2 separate regions of the Gossypium hirsutum genome follow, and region 1 is linked to region 2. Evidence: chromatin contacts called from public Hi-C data. All regions are on one chromosome and are shown on one strand. The core of a region is the stretch at or near the end of the contact, and the rest is flanking DNA. Distances in the headings are between cores, read along the strand shown.

Region 1 (6,698 bases), core at 673-3,172, 530 kb before region 2:
TGGCTAATTCACCAAGGTAAGCAACCTACTGCATCAAGCACTGACAAAAGAAGGCAAACCATGGGTAGCATACAATGTCGCCAAGTTTCCTAAGTGTAGTTTGTTTAAAGTAATCATTATTTTCAGAATTATCATGATTCTTTTATTAGAAGAAATAAATGCCAGGAAATTTAATAGAAGTAAATGGTGATAGCAACAGGGCTTTTAACTAAAATATTGAGAATAAAAAAAAGACTAAATTCCTAATGTACTAAAGGTGTAGGGACTTGGGAGTATATTTTAGTCTTCAAAACTTTATTCTATAATTTTGGTACCACCAAATTTCCACAGATAAGCTACATTTTGTAGATACTTATTATTTCTTCAAAAATATGCTCCCTATAACACAATCGTAATCATAGCATGATGAAGTTAGAATGGAAGAAATGAAAACTTAAAAGGTCGTGGGCATGAACCAGTTGATAAATGTTAAAACAAATTGCCCTGCCATCAGTATGATGTTGTAATCAAAACCACTTTCTCTTTCCACCGAAAGGAGAATGCAATCCTGAACTCTCCAAATGTGATCTCCTAAGACATAATTCCTTATGCCACCATTCCTTTTCTTAGTAGGTATCAATGAGAAGCAACAGATTGTTTGCATAAGAAGGCTCAATGTTCCTCTGCTATATCAGCCTTGTGCATAGATGCAAATGGAAAGAGACTTAGTGCCCTGCTTGCTTATCTCTACTATCCCACCACTATTCCTTAAGAGATAAGAGACTTAGTGCCCTGCTTGCTTATCTCTACTATCCCACCACTATTCCTTAAGAGATATATTTTGCTTTTGGTGCTGCTTTCTTATTTCACCACTCAGAATCTCTGTAGCATAAGTTTTGAGTCATTATCTTCCAATATGATAAATACACCTACTAAAAGTGGCAAAAGCATTGTCGCAGCATTTTCATCCAACAAAAATGTTTCCAATTTTATCTAACATAACACTTGCATTACAAGTTCATTATTATTGGCTTAAAATTTCATCACCACTTTATCAGATTAAAAGAAACGGAGAGAGATATAAAACTTGATTTAGTCCACATAACGTCATCTTTAACAAAATAGCAAACATGGGTTCTTTGTTTTTGTTGGCCTAAGTGACACAGGCCAAAGTGTAAAGCCCGTGACCATGGCACAAGATGCATCTCATAGAGGTCTATCAATTAGATGGAGACTATTTACCCCACAAGAACTAGCTCAATTTCAAAAATGTTGGAGAAGCATGTCAAATTGAAGTCTGGGTGGCCCAATAATGAAGATATGACAACATAGGCTATTTTTAGTAAATATAGGGACTAATCTTAGAAGATTGATAAGAATCATATGATTAGATTTGATTTGATATTTTGTAATATTGTAAATCGCTACTAAAATTAAGGGATACGCTAATCTCATCTGTCGATGTAACTTGATCTAGACTGTCAATTTTAGGGTACTCAACTATAAATAGAGAGCCTCTCCTCACTTGTAAATCACTTCATTCATCTATAGTTTCTTTATTCTTTGTGAATAATAGAATATTGAGACTCAAACACATTTTGTGCATTCTTTTCTGTGGCTTTCTGTTGTTCTTTTGTGGCTTATTTTGGCATGATTGGTTTTGCTATACAAATTGGTGCAGTGGTTATGTAGACTTAGGTGAGTTTGGAACGAACGGATCGCAAGATGAAAGATCTAGCCCCGTGACACAAGTGAACAAATGAGAAACTAAGCTTCCTTCCCCGTTGGATACTTTAAGTACTAAATTAGGACAAAAAATAGTTTAAGTACTAAAGTGAAAAAAATGGATATATTTGGGGCAAAATCCTGAATTAAGCCTTTTGGTTGGGTTGTACGGGTAAGTTTGTCAAAACACACACCCAAAAGAATGCCACATGGATTTAGGAAACCTCCAGATTATGAAATCCCTTCAAATATTGGATAGTTAAAAGCCCTTTCATTTCACCAATGCTTCTCAATCAAACCATCTTCAGACCGAGTTCAACCCGAACCGTAACCACCCTAGAGTTCTAAATTTGAGTAGCAAACCTACCTTGTTCTGGTTGTGCCGCCACTTCTACTTTCTTGCTTTCCCATTTTGCTTAATTTCAAGATATGGGTAAGCTTAATCCTCCCTTACTTCTTCATTCTGTTGTTAATTCTGGAAAACATCTTTCTAATTTCTGCTCTTCTATTTCTTCTTCTTCTTCTAAAACCATTGCTACCCACATCCAACCTTTCACTAACAATTCCATGTCTGTAAGGGAAACTGAAAAAACTATGATGGCTTTGATAATATTGATGATGCTTTTACTTTGTTAAATGAGATGATTAACAAGTACCCAAGGCCCTAAGTTGTGGAATTCAACTAATTATTAGGAGCCATTTTTAGAATGAAACATCATGCCATTGTTCTGTCGATGTATAGCCATAGATATCGTTGACACAATGATAAAACAAGTCATTGAGCGTGATGTTGTTACGTATAATGCATTAATTAACGGTCATTGCTTGCAAAACAGGATGGATAAAGCTAGAAAAGTATTTCACTTGATGATCAAGAAGGGTTGTGCACCTGATATATCTAGTTACAACATCATGATCAATGGAGATCGCGAAGCTAGAAGGATAGAAGAAACAATGGAACTCTTTCACGAAATATTCCAAAAAGGACCAATTGCAGATACTCTCACATACAACACTCTTACGCAAGGTATGTGTCAAATAGGGAGAGTTTCATCCGCACGTGAACTTTTGAGGAAGATGCTTGCTTTTGGACAAGTTCCAAATGTAGTGACCTGTTTAAATTTGTTGAATGGTTTATGCAAAAGTGATAAAGTCAAAGAGGCTTTGGAACTTTTCGAGCAATGCGGAACAGCAAGTTGGAACTCAATATTGTCTGTTATAATATCCTAATTGGTGGCTTGTGCAAATCTAGGCATATTGAAGTTGGAAAGGAATTATTTCATAAAATATCTGTCTATGGTTTAAAGCCTGATGTTTACACATATGCTATAATAATTAATGGATTTTGCAAAGAGGGATTGCCAGATGAAGTATACTAGTTGTTTAGGAGCATCGGAGATAATGATTGTTTGCTTGATAGTTGTTGTTATAATGTCATGATCCAAGGGTCTCTTCAAAACAACTATATCTCAAAGGCAACGCAACTTATGGAAATGGTCTTTAAGGGCATTTCTGCAGATATATACACTGCCACCTTATTTTTGGATTTGGTCTTACGATCCGATAAATCAATCTTGATTTGAAATGCTTTATCATCACTTTCTAATCTGAATCTTTTTGTTTGTAGCCGGTTGTGTTGCTTTGATGAGTTAAAATTTTTTGGAAACTACATTGATTGTTAAGGTCTATTTTCAATTTCGTAGATGTACTTTAAACATTAATGATGAAAGAAATAAATGTTATATGTAAAGTTTCACTTTGCACCAGTGATCTTTTTCCACATGTTTTCTTCTCAGACCTCTGAAGTAAGTGAGACTTTTGCTGACAGTAATGTTGAAAAGCTAAATTTTGAGTGAAAAATATTGGAAACTCTATCTTGTCAGTAGCTGTAATCGGAAACTCCACCTTTCTTCACTGGGATGGCTGTTTCCTGCCAATGGAGCCCACTGCACCAATGAGAATATTGTGGGAAAATCCTCAACACTTGAACACAAAATTTGAAGCCATTGGCAGGTCTCGACCGACAACCCCAGTAGGTGGCTGCTTGATTCTCTCATTCCTTAAAATGCTTATTATTTGGCTGCATGGTTTAGGAATATATTAGAAAACATTACTTGTAATTTCTAGTGTGTTTTTGAGAAAATAGTTAGCATTAACATATTTGGTGCTACACCTATGCAGATTTTACTTTCTGGGTTAAGCTCATTTTCTGTCAAAGCCCGTGGAGGAGGTTAATTGTGGTGTTATGCCAAAGTCTCACTCAACCACATCTAGTATAGCGGACAATAATCTTTCTTTAAAGCTGTGAACTGGATTCCTATTTGTGATATGTTCTGTAAAGTTTGACAGTTAAAATTTTCTGTAGAATTGTATGTCGAATTGGGATGATGTTAATTTCATTCCCTGGTTTTCTTGTATGTGATTTATATACTCGGGACCTTGTTTATATTAGATGAACTTAGGTGTCAAGTATTATAGATAATGAAATTATGAAATCGGTTTGTGCTGCTGAACTGTGAAGAGGCTAATCTGAGCTCGTTTGCTTTGTTCAGGACAATTACTATGCTAATGCATAGGAAGTGGAACCAGGGAAACAACTGATATTCTGGGGAAGAAGGGTCTTTTACAGCAGAAAAAACTTTGGATAATTTAGACAGGGGTGCTTGTGGGGGATTTTTTTTGTTTGAATGTATGGTTTGGCAAAAGATTTTAAGGGTCAAGTTTTTTAGTCCTTATATTGTTGGCTTAAATCGGACAAATTCTGCTATTAATTGTTAAAAGGATTAGTTAGCTAGTTAGTTAGCATTTAACTAATTAGTTTTTTACTGTTAGGAAGTGAGTTAATTATTAAGTATAAGTACAGTACATTAGGTGAATAAGAAATATGATTTTTCCAGTATTTCAACATGGTATCAGATTGCCAGTTATTTCCTCTGATTTACTGCTTCCTTTCGTTCTTTCTTGCCTCTGATCATCGTTTCTGGCTACTTCCTTTGGTTCTGTGAGTTTTTTTTCTTCTTCTCCATTTTTGGTTTTGTTTTCTTTTGTGCAACATGGTGAGTCTAAGCACAATGCAGATTGATCTTTCTCATCCCCTATATCTACATCCCTCCGATGCTCCAGGGACTTTATTGGTTTCGCATCAACTCACTGGAGTTGAAAATTATAATATATGGAGTCGTTCAATGCGTATAGCTTTGCTTGCTAAGAACAAAGTTGGTTTTATTGATGATTCTTGTTTGTTTGAAGATACTATAGTGGCTTTACAACCACAATGGGAACATTGTAATGCTTTGGTGTTATCTTGGATCTTGAATTCTGTCAGCCAAGAGCTTTCTGCTGGGATAGTTTTTGCATCCAGTGCGGCCCTTGTGTAGTCTGATTTGAAGGAGCGATTTGATAAGGTGGATGGATCTCGGATTTATTTCTTGCATCGAGAGATTGTTACACACGTTCAAGGTACGTCATCTATCTCGGTTTATCACACAAGACTTTGATTGTTGTGGGACGAATATGATGCTATTGCTCCCCTTGCTTCTTGCACATGTGAATCTATGAAAATGAATGTTGAAAATTTGAAGCAACAGCGGTTATTCCAGTTTCTTATGGGATTAAATGAGTCTTATTCAATAGTTCGTAGCCAGATTTTGCTTTTGAAACCTCTGCCATCAGTGAACCAAGCATATTCCTTGCTTATTCAAGAGGAAGGGCAACGTCATAATGCTGAAAAAGTCTCGTTGATTTCTGAATCTACTGCATTATATTCTAGTGCATCTAACCAACCAGTGCAGTCTAAAAAATGGTTTCCTGGGACTTGTGATTACTGCCATATTAAGAGTCATAAAAAAGAAACATGTTATAAGTTGATTGGCTATCCTGCAGATTTTAAGTTTACAAAGAATAAGGGAACTTTTGCCAATAGTGCAGTTATCACAGATACAGGTTCAATTTCTGTTTCTACTGGTAGTGTGAGTTCGAGCTCATCTCAGGTACCTGTGTTTACACCTGAGCAGTATCAATAGATTCTGGAGCTGTTGGGAAAATGATCTAGGGTGCAAGCATCAGCACATATGACAGGTACTAGTTTTGGTTCCTCATCACAGGATTGGATTCTTGACACAGGAGCTACCAATCACATGACATTTGATCTTGAGTGTTTGCATTCACCTGCTGAATATGATTCTCCATCTTTTGTTCAATTGCCAAATGGTAAAACAACCAAAATTGCTCATGTTGGAACTTATTCACTGACTCTGTTGCTTACCCTGTCCAAAGTTTTACATGTACCAGATTTTCACTTTAATCTCGTCTGTTTCTCAACTCACCAAAGAACTAAACTGTTGTGTTCTTTTTTATCCACATTCTTGTCTTATACAGGACTTTTGCAGTGGAAAGATGATGGGGATTAGTAGAGTTAAAGGAAAGTCTGTACACATTTCATTCACCAACTTTATCATCACCGTAAAACTAGTCTATTAAATCCTCATTTGTCAATTCTAATTTCAATTCATGTTTTTCATCTAGTTTTTTACCACATATATCCAATTCTGGTGTTTTATGGCATGCTTGACTTGGCCATTCTTCCTTAAGTACTATGAATAAAATGTCTCAGTTTGATTCTAATTTCATTAATTGTGATAATGTTAAGTACTGTGGTGTATGTCCTCTTACAAAGCAATCATGTTAACTTTTCCTATTAGTCATACACGGGAACAACAACCTTTTTCTCTTATACACGTTGACTTATGGGGTGCATATCGTGTATCAACACATAGTGGGCATCGATATTTTCTCACACTAGTAGATGACTTCACTAGAATGACATGGGTATATCTTCTTCGTCTTAAAAGTGATTCCATAGTTATTTTACAACAGTTTGTTGCCTATGTTCAAAATCATTATTCTACTTCCATTAAAACCATTAAGAGCGACAATGGTTCCGAGTTTTTTAATCCAGGAGGAAAAGAATTTTTTTCTTCACAGGGAATTGTCCA
Region 2 (7,347 bases), core at 3,254-5,753:
ACAAGTATAAGGACTAAATTACTAATTTTTAAAAAGGGCAGGGACTATAGTCATATTTTAACTAAATATAAATGGATTGGAAAAATCATTCAAGGGTTTAACCCGTCTAATTCATTATCATTGCAATTCCCTTTGAAGATACGGTGAGAGAAAACAAAAGAGTGGTGACCCACCCGACAAAGTAACGGACCGGGCGGTCGCACCACCAGTCCATACTTTTGGGCACGAATCCAGACGTCGAAGCTCCCTTTGTCCAACGACCAATGCAAGCATTTAATGTCAATGGGTTCCCTTTCAGTTTCACCATAAATCAAGCCTCTCTCCCCTCCCTCAAGCCCCAGATCAAGGAAACAAGCTCTTCACTAAACAATCCACTGCTTCTCACTTGCTTTCTTTTCTTTTCTTTTTACTGGACTTCTCAAAGCATTCCCCAATTTCCTCCCTGTTTCCAGCTCTAGTTTCCAAGCAGTTTCAGAGGAAAGAAAGTAAAGCCTCTTTACTGAAGATGGAAAACCCCATCACTTCAAAATGCTGCAACCATCAGCCCTGGTTTGTCTTACTTGTCTTTTTCGTTTTCTGTATTGAGCTATTTTCCTTTGATTACTCTGGTTTAACTGCTAAAAAATCTGCCCTCGTCACTGTTTTGGATGATAATCATGGAAATGTAATCAATACCCAAAGTTCTTTACCTCATGGTTTCACTGAAATTACCAATGCTAGCGTCTCTCCATTGCCCAAAACTGATGAAAAGGGAGATTTGAAAGTGGGAACTGAGATCGATTCTTGTGTGGGTAGATATATATTTGTTCATGATCTTCCCAGTAGATTTAATGAGGATTTGGTTAACAATTGTCGGTTGCTCACTAGGGGAACTGATAAAAACATGTGTCCATACTTGGACAACTTGGGTTTTGGTCCTGAAATTGAGAACCCTGAAGATGTCTTGATGAACAATAGCTGGTTTTTAACGAATCAGTTCTTGTTGGAAGTCATCTTTCACAATAAGATGAAAAGGTATGAATGTTTAACCAATGACTCGTCGATTGCATCGGCTATTTACGTACCCTTTTATGCTGGTCTTGATATGAGCTTGTATCTATGGGGTTTCAACACTACTGTGAGAGATTCTGCATCTCTTGGCCTTGTAAAGTGGCTATCAGAGAAGCCTGAATGGAAAAGAATGTGGGGTAGGGATCATTTCTTAGTTGCTGGGAGGATTGCTTGGGATTTCCGAAGACAAAGCGATAACGAAACCGATTGGGGCAGCAAGCTTCGGTTCTTGCCTGAATCCAAGAACATGTCGATGTTGTCGATTGAATCGAGCTCCTGGAACAATGATTATGCAATTCCATATCCAACATGTTTCCATCCTTCAAAGGACAGTGAGATTTTCCAGTGGCAGGATCGAATGAGAAGGCAAAACCGGCAGTATCTTTTCTCCTTTGCTGGTGCCCCTAGGCCTGAATATCAGAATTCGATCCGGGGCAAGATTATCGATCAATGCTTAGCTTCAAAGAGCCAGTGCAAGTTGCTGGATTGTAATTATGGTGCTACAAACTGTGATAACCCGGTTAATGTGATGAAGGTGTTTCAGAGCTCAATCTTTTGCTTGCAGCCCCCAGGGGATTCTTACACAAGGAGATCGATTTTCGACTCTATTTTAGCAGGGTGCATTCCGGTGTTTTTCCATCCAGGTACAGCATATGCTCAATACATATGGCATTTACCAAAGAATTATACTGCATACTCGGTGTATCTACCAGTAAAGGATTTAAGTGAGTGGAAAATCAACCTCAATGAAACATTGCTTCGGATGCCAGAAGACAGAATATTGAGGTTGAGGGAGGAGGTTATAAAGCTCATTCCGAGAGTGGTTTACACAAGTTCGAGATCTCGATCGGAGACTCTTGAGGATGCATTTGATTTAGCAGTTAAGGGAATTCTTGATAGAATAGAGAGTCTTAGGGTTATGATAAGAGAAGGGAAGGATCCTAGTATTGGATTTGCCGATGGGGATGATTATAAGTATACATTTTCTACTTATGGTAATGGTAATGGCAGTTGAATTTACTACACTAGAAATTCATTCGTAATGGTTTTTTTTAGGACAGAAGAAAGCCTAATTTTTTTTAAAAAAAAATGGTTGCATAAATAATTAAGTAAATTTTCTTTTTTTCCATTAGCTGAAGTGAATATAGATATAGATATACCCTTTCATCTCATTCTATCTCAATGATTGTACTTGTGTATTTTAAGAGTATAATTTTGTAGTGATGGGGGAAGCATTGAATGTCTCCATGATCTTGAAATTTGGTCTTTTAATTTTTTTTGCTTTTTTGCTTTTGGGGTTTCAGTTTTTCTTTATTAACAAAATTGAAGGAAAGAAAACTCTGAATCCTTCATCATCAGATGAATTTTTCCAATTGGGCAAACAGAATACATGAACTGACTATTGAACAATGTTCTTGTCAGATACCAGTATGCTAAATCATTTTAAGATTTTTCATATGGTTTGAATATGTGGGAGCTGATAGGTGGGAGGCGTTTGATTCCACATTATAATCAAATAAATGGTGAAATAAGCATTAGTCCACACTCAACTTTTGACCGAAAAGGGAAAATGGCATTGACAAGGTGCTTTTAAGGTGAAGTTTGGCCGATGACGTGGTAATTCCTGCCGACACTTGAAAGGGACTTATAATGGTTGTTGCATGTGGATGCCATAAATGACACATTAGGGGTCGCTTTGATTGCTATCAAAAATATTTATCCTATTTGATTAATGTAATCTTTTTTATAAGTCAGTCTAAATTTTCCTTGTTTCTTCATAAAATATTTTACAAAAGCTTTCTTGTGTAAGTTAGATTTTACAAAATTAGATAACCTTTTTTTTTCTCATTTTTCTTGCCATAAGTTGATTTTCATGACATGAATTCTTTTCATGCCATTTTCATGAAATGGGGTATAATAAAATTTTATATAGGAATAATATTTGGTACAGTATCAATAAATTTTTTTTTTTATATTAAAATGACCGGGTATTTTATTGAAAGGAAAGAAGAAAAAGAACTTGAGATCCAAGAGATCCTTAGACCCAAGCCCATTACAGCAATAAAACTAAAGAAAACAAAAAATCGACCTCACTAGCTGATCTGATAATGCAACCAGCAATAAAACGCAACTTAATGGATAATCAGAAAGGTAATAAAATAAAATTAAAATGAAAAAAGGAAAACCTAAAAAAAACTACCCCAGTTAATGCGAAACGGCTGGATACCATTAATGCTCCTTAGCTATCATTTCCAAAGTCCAATCCGTTCTTGTCACTAGCAGATTCCAAAAAGATAAGCTATACTTGCTACTCTCTATTGATAATCGGTTTCCCTTAAAAAACTCTTCAGTCTGGGTTCCTTGACCAGTACCTATCTGAAGCAAAGTCATGTCGATTCAGTTCTTCTCCTATCAGGTAAGTAGACTCCCTTCTAGCAAGAGCAGTTTTTGCTATTCTATGTGCTTGTATGTTCCCTGATCTGTAAATATGCTGAAAAATAATCTCTTGAAAACACCGTTTTTTGTTTTGGATGTCGTTGATAATGGCTCCAATCGCTGATTTATCAGGTGAAGTCGTTTGGCATTTCTTAATAACTGTTTTAGAGTCTCCCATGATTTTTACCGATTGTAAACCTAGTGAGATCCCTAATTTTATACCCTAAACATGCATATGCTTCTGCTGCAAATGGGGAGGAGATACTGTTGTGGATGGTGGACTTTAAGGCCATGAGGCTCCCCGTCAGATCCTGAACCACCAGACCCGTTGCAGATGTAGAACTGCTACTATCGAACGCTGCATCGCAATAGACCGTCGTTCTCGGTATGTCTTCTTGGGCTCTTAAGTGTCTATTCATATTTACAGGTCTCTTCATTTCTCTTACCACTTTATATTTAGCCAGAGACCTCTGTATGTTTTGCACTAACTCGCTACTTGTTGTGTTTTTCCTTTCATGTACGAACTGATTTCTAGAGAACCATATGAGCCATAAAGCATAACAAAAAAGTCTACATTGGATGTCGTTACCTCTCTTGAAAACCTAGGTTAGCCACTCCCATATACTTTGGTTCATATTATTAACCACCCAATATAAGTGTACTATTCCCAAGACCTCTATTGTTACAGGGAAGTCACGGAAGATATAGAGGCTGTCTTCTAACCAAGAACAACCTCGGGGGCATCTATCATTAGAAATTACTCTTCTGTACCGGAGATTAGCAAAATTCGGAATAAAATCCCAAGAGATTTTCCAAATAGTGATTGCAATTTTAGGGGGTAGCTGTAGGCCCCATAGCTCCTTGTAAAATTCTTTCATTTCGGTCTGTAATAAATAATGCCTAGGATCCGAGCTAGCATTATGTAATAGTTTATAGGCACTGCGTACCGAGAACTCACCATATAACTCTCCTTTCCAAACTTGCGTGTCCTCATGATCGGTCTCTGTGAGAGGGATCTGCAAAATTTTTTTAGCAACTACCTCTCAGAAGGTACGATTAATCAAATTTGTTCTCCACTTCCTATTTGCGCTATCAATAAGCTCTGAAACTAACTGTGAATCCTCATTGTTATGACTGCTATATTCATCAATTGTGTCAATCCCCGGAATCCAGCTATCTTCCCATATAGAGATTTTATCTCCTCTGCCCACTCTTTAGCTCAGCCCTTTTTAGAGAAGTCCCCTTGCTGTCCAAATACTCTTCCAGGTAAGGGAAGGTAAATTGCCCAACTCTACATTTTGAAAATTTGAGTTTGGAAAATATTTAGCATTTAAAACTCGTGCTAATAAAGAATTTTGATACTGAATAATGCGCCAGCCCTGTTTTGCTAGCAACGCAATATTAAATTGACCAAAAATTTTAAAACCTAAACCACCGTTTTCTTTTAAATCACAAAGGCTTTTCCAAGTACACCAATGAATACCCTTTTTTCCATGGCCCTTCTGCCACCAGAATCGTGCAACAATACTTTCAAACTCATCACATAGGGTCTTAGGCAATAAAAAATAAGTCATCGTGTAAATAGGTATCGCATGTAGAATGGCCTTCACAAGTACTTCCTTTCCCCCTTGAGATAAAAATAGATTGCTCCAATTATCAATACGTTTTCGAAATTGGTCCTTCAAATTTTGAAAAGATTCCTTTTTCCTCCTACGGACCATGCTCGGCAACCCAAGGTAACGCTCTGGTTCGTTTGAACTGTGGACACCCAGTAAATTACTAACCAATCACCTGTCTTTTTTTGAGGTATTCTTATTGAAAAAATTGTTGATTTTTTAAAATTAACACATTGACCCGAACAAAATTTATACTCCCGTAGAATGTCCTTGAATAAAGTTGCATCCTTACTTGTTGCCTCCCCAAATAAAATACAATCATCAGCAAACAAAAGATGTGATACCTGTGGCCCGCTTCTACTAACCCTAACGCACTTGAAGAGCCCGCTATTCATTGCTAGTCTTAGTAGACTCGATAGGCCTTCCCCACATAAGAGAAATAAAAATGGGCTAGCGGATCACCTTGTCTAAGGCTTCTGGTTGGGAAAAATTTATCCCCAATATGCCCATTTATAACTACTAGATAAGAGACCCTTGATACACATTTCATAATAGCATCGACCTAATTCGTATCAAACTCTATCCGTAGCATAATTTCCTTTATAAAAATCCATTCAACTCTATCGTATGCCTTGCTTATGTCTAGCTTAATGGCCATATACCCTTTCTTTCCCGATCTCTTTGTATTTAACTTATGCAATACTTCATATGCCAACAGCACGTTATCTGATATTAATCGTCCTGGCACAAAAGCACTTCGCGTGTCATCAATACATTTTTCAATAACTCCCCGTAAACGATTAGCTATGACCTTGGCCAAAATTTTATAGAGCACATTACATAAACTGCTTGGTCGAAATTGTGTCATGTCTGAGGGGCTGGTGACTTTAGGAATAAGTACAATATTAGTAGAGTTCACAGCACTAACCTCCATATCCCCATTAAGAATTTATAAGCTAAAAGAGGTGACATATTCTCCAACAATATGCCAGCATTCCTGATAAAAAAGAGCTGGAAAACCATCCTCCCCCAGTGCCTTCGTGGGCCCCAGTTGAATATTGTTGCTGCGATCTCCTTTTTGGTATATGTTGTTGTAAGCTTTTGATTATCTTCATTGACCATACAATGTTCAATCCTGGATAACAAATAGTCGTAATTTCCCCTACTTTCTGCCAAAAATAAACTTTGAAAATAAGATCTAGCAATGCCCTCTATTTTTTGTAGTACCATCATTTCTCGTCCATCTTCATTTTGTAATCTATGAATAAAATTCATCTTTCGCCGCTGTGATGCATGACTATGAAAAAATGCTGTATTTTTATCGCTGAATTTCAGCCAATTAAAACGAGCCCTCTGTTCCCAATAACATTCATCTTTGTCAATCTCCAAGTTTAAATTAATCTTCGTATCAATCAGCTCAGCTAAATTCACATCATTTCTCTCAGCTTCAGATAATTGTGCTAATTTCTCTGTAAGGATCTATTTTTTCTTTCTCCTATTCATATGAATTTTCCCCACCCACTGTTTCAAACCTTTTATTAAATTTCCTAGCTTCTATAACACTTCCCCTGAAGACTCTTCTCACAAACGTTTGACTTTATTAATAAAAGATTCCTCGAAAGACCACCAGGCTTTGAATTTGAAGCCATTGTTCCTCAAGCGTTCTTCATTCATTCTTGTATTAATAAGAAGGGGACAATGATCAGAAAAAGAGTGCACTAAATGTTGGACTTTTACCTCCGAGAACATATCAATCCATTCTGTGTTGGCAACCCCTCTATCTAATCATTCTTGAATATTCGTCTCCGGTAAATTACCTTTCTCCCAAGTGAACTAATTCCCACAAAAACCCACGTCATGCAGTTGACATTCCTCCAGTGTTCTTTGAAATAGTTCTATCCGTTTTTCATCTCTAGGAAATCCTCATTTTTTTCTCAAAACCATACATAATCTCGTTGCAATCTCCACAAACGAACCAATGAATATCTACTTCAATAGCTAGCCTTTTTAGAACAGCCCATGGGTCTGCCCTATCTGGCACATAACGGGATCCATAAAATCCCGTAAATCTCTAATTATTCCCGTCTTCCTTGCCCGTAACTATCACATAAATATGCCTCTTGAAAAAAGTACGGAGAGTTATATTTACATCTAACCGTCAGACTAAACACAATCCTCTTCGTATACCATCTGAGTCAACTTCAATACCATTAACAAAATCACAGCTTCTACGAACCCGCTCCAT

Evidence for each region. Hi-C and Micro-C count contacts between places; a contact is called where the count stands out from the background.
Region 1: a contact with region 2 is called in a Hi-C map of leaf, with 2.0 times the contacts expected there. The contact joins the promoter of LOC107927585 here to the promoter of LOC107915101 in region 2. A contact is called at or near these places in 6 of 34 Hi-C or Micro-C datasets (hypocotyl, leaf and petal).

The regions. Positions count from the first base shown.
Region 1 is chrA10:73,248,509-73,255,206 of Gossypium_hirsutum_v2.1, reverse strand. LOC107927585 reads left to right here and starts at 1,922. Exons shown (of 3, transcript XM_016858684.2): 1 at 1,922-2,137; 2 at 2,541-2,731; 3 at 4,257-6,698.
Region 2 is chrA10:72,715,472-72,722,818 of Gossypium_hirsutum_v2.1, reverse strand. It overlaps LOC107915101 (histidine protein methyltransferase 1 homolog), which reads left to right and starts at 4,503. Exons shown (of 11, transcript XM_041079182.1): 1 at 4,503-4,536; 2 at 4,660-4,762. It overlaps LOC107915100 (probable xyloglucan galactosyltransferase GT14), which reads left to right and starts at 93. Exons shown (of 4, transcript XM_041079179.1): 1 at 93-3,466; 2 at 3,619-3,871; 3 at 4,022-4,092; 4 at 4,175-4,562. The coding sequence starts at 506. The coding sequence ends at 2,065.